Linked DNA regions of Gossypium hirsutum: region 2 is linked to region 1. A link is a contact called in public Hi-C data. All regions are on one chromosome and are shown on one strand. Each heading gives the region's core, a stretch centred on a gene start, on an enhancer-like site or on the middle of the called end of the contact. The rest is flanking DNA. Distances are from core to core; before and after follow the strand shown.

What was found. Hi-C and Micro-C count contacts between places; a contact is called where the count stands out from the background.
Region 2: a contact with region 1 is called in a Hi-C map of leaf, with 2.2 times the contacts expected there. The contact joins the promoter of LOC107940633 here to the promoter of LOC107921419 in region 1. A contact is called at or near these places in 4 of 34 Hi-C or Micro-C datasets (all in leaf).

What each region holds. Positions count from the first base shown.
Region 1 is chrD01:17,130,212-17,134,774 of Gossypium_hirsutum_v2.1, reverse strand. LOC107921419 (probable BOI-related E3 ubiquitin-protein ligase 2) reads left to right here and starts at 2,293. Exons shown (of 2, transcript XM_016851272.2): 1 at 2,293-3,068; 2 at 3,175-3,837. The coding sequence starts at 2,823. The coding sequence ends at 3,699.
Region 2 is chrD01:17,318,418-17,322,980 of Gossypium_hirsutum_v2.1, reverse strand. It overlaps LOC107940633 (UPF0307 protein ECA0281), which reads left to right and starts at 1,950. Exons shown (of 7, transcript XM_041087230.1): 1 at 1,950-2,251; 2 at 2,640-3,244; 3 at 3,372-3,420; 4 at 3,518-3,569; 5 at 3,653-3,819; 6 at 3,921-4,031. The coding sequence starts at 2,901.

The DNA of each region.
Region 1 (4,563 bases), core at 1,044-3,543:
TTCATATAACAATAACAGTCCATGTATTTCAAAAAATTCAAAATTTTTCCATGAATTTTACATCTTTTAAATTAAATCCCTAAATCATAATTTCATGAAAATTTCCTTTACAAAAGTTGTTTATCTATCAACAACCTTTCATTTTGTACCATAAATTTCAAAATTTCAGCATACTCATCCATGAAAAAATTTTAATACTTTGATAACTTTGCAAATTGATCCCCAAAATAGATAGATTAAGTTATTACGATCTTAGAAATGTAAAAATTTCTAAAAACGGGACATGATTACTTACCCAATTAAGCTTTCTTGAAGTTCTCTCCCTTATCTAGGGTTTTCATGGAAAATTTTGGGGAAGATTATGATATAAAATGATATTTTTTATCTTTTAATTAACTATCATCTTTTATTTTTCCTACTTTTCGATTTAGTCATTTTCTTTTCTTAAATTTCTATGAATGAATCATCATAAATATCTACTAATTTCTCTTAATGGTCTATTTGCCTTATAAGGACCTCAAATTTTGAATTCCATAGCTATTTAATCCCTCTAGCTATTAGAATTCAACTTTTGCAGTTTATGCAATTTGGTCCTTACTAACAATTAAACATGAAATCAATAAAATTTTCTTATCAAAATTTTCATACGTCTTTCCTATCATAATGCAGACCATGAAATAATATTAAAATAAATTTTCTTCCTAACTCAGATTTGTGGTCCCGAAACCACTGTTTCGATTTAACTAAAAACGGGTTGTTACATATCTTGATTTGATTTTATTCAAATTGATTTAAATTTAATACAAATTTGTATCTTTATTCATGGAAATTTCCGAAATCCCTCCATATTGAATGCCTATAAAAGCCTAAAGAATTCTTCAAAATTTTTTACACACAGATACAACGAATTTATTTTGCTCTTCAAAATTCTTCCCTTTATCTCTCCAATTTTTCAAACGTTTCGGTGATAGAAGAATGCAAAGTTTGTTTGTTGATCACTGCAGAAGTGCTACTGTTTCGATCATTTTATTGTTGTATCTTGGAAGACAATTGACCAACGTGTCTCCAAGTATCATAGGAGAGGCCGAATCTGTCTTAAAGAAACTGTGAAAATATGCCTCAATATTTAGTAAAAATCAATTCCCTTATTCAATTTCTGTTTTTCAAAAGCTTATTTATTTAATTGTTTTATTTAGATCTACTCATTTTTTTAAATATAAATATATTTGTTTATATTATATGTTCAAATCTTGTATTTAATATAAATTATTTATATTTATATTTATTCGCGTGTTTTGTCCAACAATTTCATCCTCAAATTCTAATATTTTCTCACATAAACTCACTGACCTCCCCTTGTGCAAGTGGTATTGGAAGGACCATCGCTCGGAGAAGTTACTGCCAAGCGAAGTCGTTATATCAGTATGAAACTAGCCCTTTCTGAGATTTTGATGTAGCTCTCATTTAGCCATTGCACAAACGAATCTGCAGCAGCCACCGCGTCCTCCGTCTCAAATGCAGTTTACCAGCGGGCAATGTGATTGCATGAAAGAGGTAACATGCTGCGCTCGCGGTTAAAACGTTGTGTGGCATTGTTTGTCAGTAAATCACCACAAATTCTCTAGAAAAGGTTTTTGTTGTTCATCAACCGACCGGCTACAATCACGTCCAGTACTCTGAAGATAGGTTTATCATGGTAGGCGCAGGCATGAGGCCCCCAGGTGTTCGCATATTGAATGCGGTGGCGAATGGCCGATGCCCAGGTATTTGTTGAAAGTTGACAAAAAGCCCATCTAGGCGTTATCATTTTAAATTATATTTTTAAAGATTAAATTGATATCCATGAGTTAAAAAGGTCTAAGCAACGCAACCGATGCTTCCTGGATCCTGGTGCCCCTAGGAGACTGGTAGTTGGGTTTACTATAGATGAGGTGACGTTTCTGGCCCATACCACCAGTCTCGACCACACTAGCCCATTAATCCAAGGGCTGACACATGGCACCAGACTAACCTGAAAACTGCATTTCAGAACTCTTCATACCCCCCCCCCCAAACACAAATCGCAATTTGCAGACCTCTGCATGGAAATTGTCGTTTTGAAACCTACCACATAAATACAGCGAAGGTCATTAAAAAGACCGTAAAATATGAGCATAATTAAACTCCAGTTAGAAGATGAGTTTCTTTTTTAAAAAGGATAAAATTAGTGATAAAAGAAGTGGGTTTTATTTATTGTTTCATTAGAGGATATGAAAACAACAGCTGACTGGAAGAATTAATGGGAACTATTATTCAGCCTTTTCCAATGACCAAAAAACTGACAAAATTCACCAAATTTCTGATTCCTTCGCCTCTATTCTATAACGTCTGACTCTTTCACGTCCCAATCCAGTGAATTTCCCTTTCAAAACCCACACATTTTTCTTTTTTCCTCTTTGTGAAAATCTCTTGAGCCGATACCTGTGTGACTTGCTGTCACAAAATCTGAATGTGTACGTCGTCGTTGTATCTCTCTCATAAGATTTTTGTCGGTTTTCCCACTCTATTTATAACCATCCACGGGTATCCTCCGCGATGGTCTGTCTATTTTCAGTTACACCAGAGAACCCAAACCAACAAACAAGGCAAAGGTTATGCCGATTAAGAAATAAGTCTTAAGGAGGGCCTCATCTTTTTTTCTAGCACTAAAACCTACCCCATTTTCATATCCTTCATGGTTACCAAGTAAGTGAATTTACAAAGGGACAAGGGGGATCCTTTTTATTTTTATTTCTTGTAATGATGCTTTGCTTCGTTTTGATCAATACCTGGCGATAGTTATTATGGCTGTTCAAGCACAGTTGTGTCGTGAAAATATGGGTGTGCCTTTGCCCATGTGTGGCCTTCAGGATTGGATGGTAAACCCTGCACCTGCTGCTCCTTCATTCCAAGCTGGTTCTAGTCTTCAAGACGTTCCTTTTCATCCGCATCAAAACGCTCAGAACTTGGTTCCCATGGCAGTTTCTCAACCTTTAGATGCTCAACTGGAGATTCAAAGGCAGGAAATTGATTGCTTTCTTCAATTACGGGTAAGAAATCCATCATATCCTTTGTGTTTAACTGTTTTATTCAGGGTTTCAGTTTCACTGAAAATTCTTATTTTTCGTGTCATATATCTGGGCTTGGAAAACTCAGAATGAGAGGCTAAGATATGTATTACGAGAGCAAAGGAAGCAACAACAAACCATTCTGCTAAAGAGTATGGAATCAAAGGCCTTGTATTTGATGAAGCGAAAAGAAGAAGAGTTGGCACGAGCAACAAAGAAAAAGATGGAGCTTGAAGCCTGCTTAAGAAAAGTGGAAATGGAAAGCGAGTCATGGCAAAGACTTGCAAAAGCAAATGAAGCGAAGGTTATGGATCTAAACAAAAGACTGGAACAAGTGAGAGAGAGCCTAATTTGGGTCAGCAGTTCAGCTGAAGATGAAGAATCCTTTTATTATGGTTCGTGCCACAGAGATGAAGAAGAAAGAGACAATAACGTTCAAGAAGAAGACAGCAAGAAAAAGATGGCTTGTAAGCACTGCAACACTAGGAGCTCATGCGTTCTGTTTTTACCTTGCAGACACCTTTGCTCCTGCAACTCTTGTGAAGCATTTCTTGTTTCTTGTCCTGTCTGTGGATCTGAGAGGGAGGCAAGCATTAAGGTGTATTGGGTCTAACTCTTAACTCTTGCAACACTAGGAGTTCATGCGTTCTCTTTTTACCATGCAGACATCTTTGCTCCTGCACCTATTGTGAAGCATTTGTTGTTTGAAGGAGGCAAGCATTAACGTGTTTTGGGTCTAACTCTTACGTCTATGGTTTTGGGAGAAGCACACTTGTTCATAGGTGAACCGTCATCATGTGTTTTCGTTTGTATTTACTTTACTTACAGTAGTGGTTTGGTGAGTTCCGAACAAAAGAAAAAGATTGGTTTGGTGAGTATCTTTTTCAATTTTTACCTTTTCTGGGCTAATTACACTTTTCCTGATTCAGATTGCATCCAAAAGGAAATTATAAAATACATAATTCTTTTAAAAGCCTAGATTTCTTTAACGAGATATTGATTTAGGTTCACGAGAAGTGACAGCTCGCTTTAAGTTTAACAGTGAACCTTTTTTTTGTTTAACTGGCAGAAAAAAAGAAGATTTGATAGCTAGGTTTGGGAACTTTCCACCGCCATTAATGGTTTTTTTCTTTCTTCTTTTATCCAATGAATTATCAATTGAAGTGACAAGCTGTTAAAAGAGTAAAATGAAAATATAGAAAATTACAATTTCACTAACCTATAACCCTACATCATCTTTACACAACACAGTTTAGCATTGCTTTTAAACACTATTATTAAATACATAATTTTGAGTTTTTTTTAAGAGTGTTATTGTGAAAAAAAAAATTAAAAAAATTTAATTAAGCTTCAATGTTTGGTTGTCTCGAGACAAAAATCTTTGGAATACGATATAGTTTGGTATGCTCTTGTCTCGAGACAGAGGTTATTTTATCTTGAGGCTTGCTTGGTAAATCTCGAGATCTTAAGAAATGAA
Region 2 (4,563 bases), core at 701-3,200, 190 kb before region 1:
AACCGACATGCTGTGGGATGCAAATGATTTTTCAAGTTGAAGAAACAAGCTGATGGTACTGTGGATCGCTTCAAAGCCCGACTGGTTGCCAAGGGATATGCTCAAAAAATCAGCTTCGATTTTTATGACACTTTCAGTCCGGTAGCAAAAGTAAATACCATTCGTACTCTCCTCTCCTTAGCGGTTACTCATGGTTGGGAATTGAGGAAAGTGGATGTGGTCAATGCCTTCTTCAATGGAGATCTTGTTGAGGAAGTGTTTATGCAACAACCCCCCGGTTTTGAGCAACGAAATGACGAAGGTCAACCCCTAGTTTGCAAACTATGAAAGGCACTTTATAGCCTCAAACAAGCGCCGAGAGCCTGGTTTCAAAAGCTCAAAGATTTTCTGTGTTCCAAGATAAATTTTCAAGCTTTATGTGCTCACACTTCTTTATTTACACGTCAAAGAGAAGAAACTAGGATATGGTGCTTGATGTATGTTGATGATATTATTCCCACTGGTAGTAATTCGAAGAAACTAAATGATGTTATCCATCAGTTAAACACGTCATTTTCTCTTAAGGATTTGGGACCTCTGCATTATTTTCTTGAAGTGGTAGTGCATAGACATAATGACACTTTACATCTATTGCAGAAAAAGTACATTCGTGATTTAATCAACCGTACTGATATGACCTCTACTACCTCGGTTCCCACTCCAATGATCGTGTCTCCTACTCTTACTTCAACTGATGGTCAATTGCTACCTACATCCAAGGCTATTTTATATAGAAGCATTGTGGGTGGGCTTCAATACGCCTGTCTTACCCGACCTGATATAGCCTTTACTGTAAATAAACGCAGTCAGTACATGCACTCTCCAACTGACAAGCACTGGATGGCAGTCATACGAGTGCTACGATACCTCCAAGGAACTCTTGAGTTTGGTCTGTACTACACTCCAACGGATCAGGTTGATGTTACAACCTTTTCAGACTCGGATTGGGGTAGCTCTATCGAAGATAGGAGGTCTACTTCTGGTTTCTGCATTTACATAGATGGCAACCTTGTTGGTTGATCATCCAAGAAGCAGCATGTGGTGTCACGTTCCACATCCGAGGCAGAATTTAGAAGTGTCGCCAATACTGCGACGGATATCGCTTGGTTCTTTTATCTTCTTATTGATCTTGAAGAACAGTGTTGTGGGATTCCAACGTATGGTATGATAATTCTAGAGTAGCCCAGATATCGGCAAATCCTGTTCTACATTTAAAGATGAAACATGTCGAGCTTGACCTCCATTTTGTCCGAAAAAAAGTAGTAAAGGGTGACCTTCAAATCAATCATGTTGCTGTACACAATCAAGTTGCAGATTTATTCACTAAACCTTTAAGTGAATCTCAATTTGTTGCGCTGCGATCAAAGCTTGGATTATGTCAACTTTGCTCATATCCACTGCTGTTGTTTTCTCAGAGAAGGAGAAAATAGGGGGAATATCAGGTAGTAAGAATGACCTTCAGGTGTTCGATGATATGTTTGAGTTAAGCACAACATAGCTTACTCACCGCCTATGATTGCAAGGTGTTTGTTAAAATGCTTGTGAGAAACCGTCTACCTTGTTCTAGCCCATTTCTGGTTTAGCATTTCTGTTAACGGCCCATTTGGTTTCTGGTTTATCAATTAAGTCTGTTATGGTTGTTATAACGAGTGGTACAGCTATAGCTCGTTTGCTATTTTTTTGTTATTGATGTATCTAAAACACCTGAACTCTTATAAGTAGCCTAGGTGCTGCTCTATCATTCTCATGTTATCAATGATGATTAAATCGAGTGTTACACTCACAAGCTCTCTTTCTCTTCTCATGTTCCTTCTCTTTTCTATAATTCTTTATCTGTTATTAATATTTCTTTATTCTACTTCATGAATTTATGGGTTCTTTATCATTTATGCTTTACTTTCAAATTACTGCACTGTCATTCTTCATACTTTCTGTGACAATCTAACATTGGCACATTTGAGTTGAGCATTTCCAAAGAAAATCTATTCTGTACACACATTACAAGTCCAAATAGACTTTTCATACTTAGCCCAAAAAAACATAAAAGGCCCGCCTCCAAGACGAGTCAAGTACCAAGACTCCTCTTTAATGAAACTGTTCCTCTGCCAAAAAAGAAAAATTCCCGAAACTTTTTCCTCTCTATGGCAGATCCAAGCCTCTTGTCATCCTCCTCCACCGCCATTATCACTGACCTCGGCATCCGGCCTTCTAGGTAAGTGGATTCATTTCGCTTCAAACCCTCTCTTACAACTACATGTGCGCTCTATTTCCTGTTCTAGAAATTTTCTTGAACCAGCATGTGTCAAATCTTTTACTTAAAGAATCTTATATCAGAAATATAACAACTTAATAATGATCTATCTTCTTCTTCGTTTTGGACTTCTTTAATAACACTGAGAGCGTCGCCTTCAACCACTACCTGACGATCCCAACTCCAACCCCGTCTAAACTGCCTGTAAACAGGCAATCTTCTAACTTATACAATGGGCAGATAGAAGTCTACTTATTTTGTCCCTTCGCTTTGCGCCATTTATTTGATGACTTTTTGATTTTAGAAGTTGAATTATCAGCTCAACTCGTCAATTCTTACCTCAAAACAGGTCGTATGGTTCAAATTTGAATGTGGAGTCAATTCCTTTCTACTGGATCTTGTAAAAGTCCGTTTGGTTTTAGCTTTGATGCCCAAGCCCAACTGCTAACACCATCCAATAGACAAGATATCCATTCCCCCTAGTTTGGGCCTACAGCGAATTATCTGTAAGAAAAGATAAACGAGGAGGCGTGTCGCAACTTTAACGATTTACCAATACCATATACTATCATTGTCTTCCTCCAGGCGGCCTGGCAACTGTTACCGGAGCATGGCACGGTTGATACGGTCTCTAAGGCAATGGCCGCCATTGCAGCTGCAGCAGCAGTACCACTGCTGCTCTCGGATACTAACAGTATCAACTAAAACTCCTGTCCATTGTTTCTCTTTCGCCACTTCAACTTCCTCCCGTCGGAACGCTCGTCTCCGCCCGCGCGGAACCAGATTACCCAATGCCCCATCTACATCTGATCTCAGAGAAAACGAAATCAGCGACGACTCGGAATCCGATGTTAAGAAGAGCCGCAACCAGAAGAAGCGCGAGGCCCGTCGCGCCGTCCGTTGGGGCATGGACCTCGCTTCCTTCTCAACCCCTCAAATCAAACTTATCCTCAGGTACAGTGCAATCTACAAACATATATTTATTAGAAAACAACATTTTTAAACTTTTCAAATCAAATGGTATAATACTGAAAGCTAACATCTTTGTTTATTTTAATTCTTTTGCGGCGTGGATGTTTAGAGCCTCTTCTCTCGAACAAGATGTTTTCGATGCTTTAATGCTAGTTAAGGTACTTAAGGAAGTGCAAGTTTTATAATTCTGAAGCTTCTTTGTAGTTCGTTGGAAAATGTGTTATTGTAGACAAGGTGTTCGTGTTTTTGTTGCAGAGACTAGGGCCTGATGTTCGAGAGGGAAAGCGAAGGCAGTTCAATTATATTGGTAAGAAAAGTATATTGGAAGTCAATCGATTCGCGTTCCTTTATGGATTGCGGTTAATGCGTTATACTTATATTTTGTGTTAGGGAAACTGCTGAGAGAAGTAGAGCCTGAATTGATGGAAGTCTTGATCCAGGCTACAAAAGTAGGTGACCAGAAAACATTGCAGGCTTTAGCTGGTTCAGAGACACAAATCATTGAAGAAGAAGATGAAGAAGAAGAAGATGATGATGACGATCAATTTGAATATAGTGTAATTCAAGTTTTGATTTGAAGACTTATTGTAGGCTTAAACTGATTACACTTACATGTATATTCTCTTACTATATGTGCTATTTTTTTTACATGCAGCAGTCACAGGAGTTTGTTAACACTGCAAATAGATGGTTTGATGGGTTGATCAGCAAGGACATTGAAATTACTAATGAAGTATTTTCAGTTAGCAGTGTCGATTTTGACCGTCAGGTAAGCAAACCAAGTAAACTGTTTCTCATTTGTTTCGAAATATCTTTGAATCAAGAATGTGCTAAACCGGAATTTTAAAGCAAATTGAGAACCTTGCTTTGATCAATATGTACCATTGGAGGCAGGAGGCTAGTTAGGCAAGCAAATTCATCTAAATTCTTCACCTTCAAATTGCTTCACTGTCCTGCATGAACAATTTAAATGTTGCATCGCTCAAAAGTCAAATTGTTGTTTATTTTTTATTTGCTTTTATGTTATTTTGGATAAGTAACAGACTTTATTTATCCAAGAAGCTGTTAAACTGCTACTGGTACGCAGTCCTCTAGATACACAACTTAGAGCATCTCAACTGACTTGAACGTAGAGGGATTTAAACCCCAGGCATTAGAAAGATGATTGAATATGTTGCAGTGCTCATTAGACCAGCATGCAAGCCATAAGCATACTGCATCATTGATAGTTTATAGAGAAGTACCACTGCCATTGTTGCCAGTTCTGAGCCTAATTTGATTCATATTCCGTGCTATCCTAC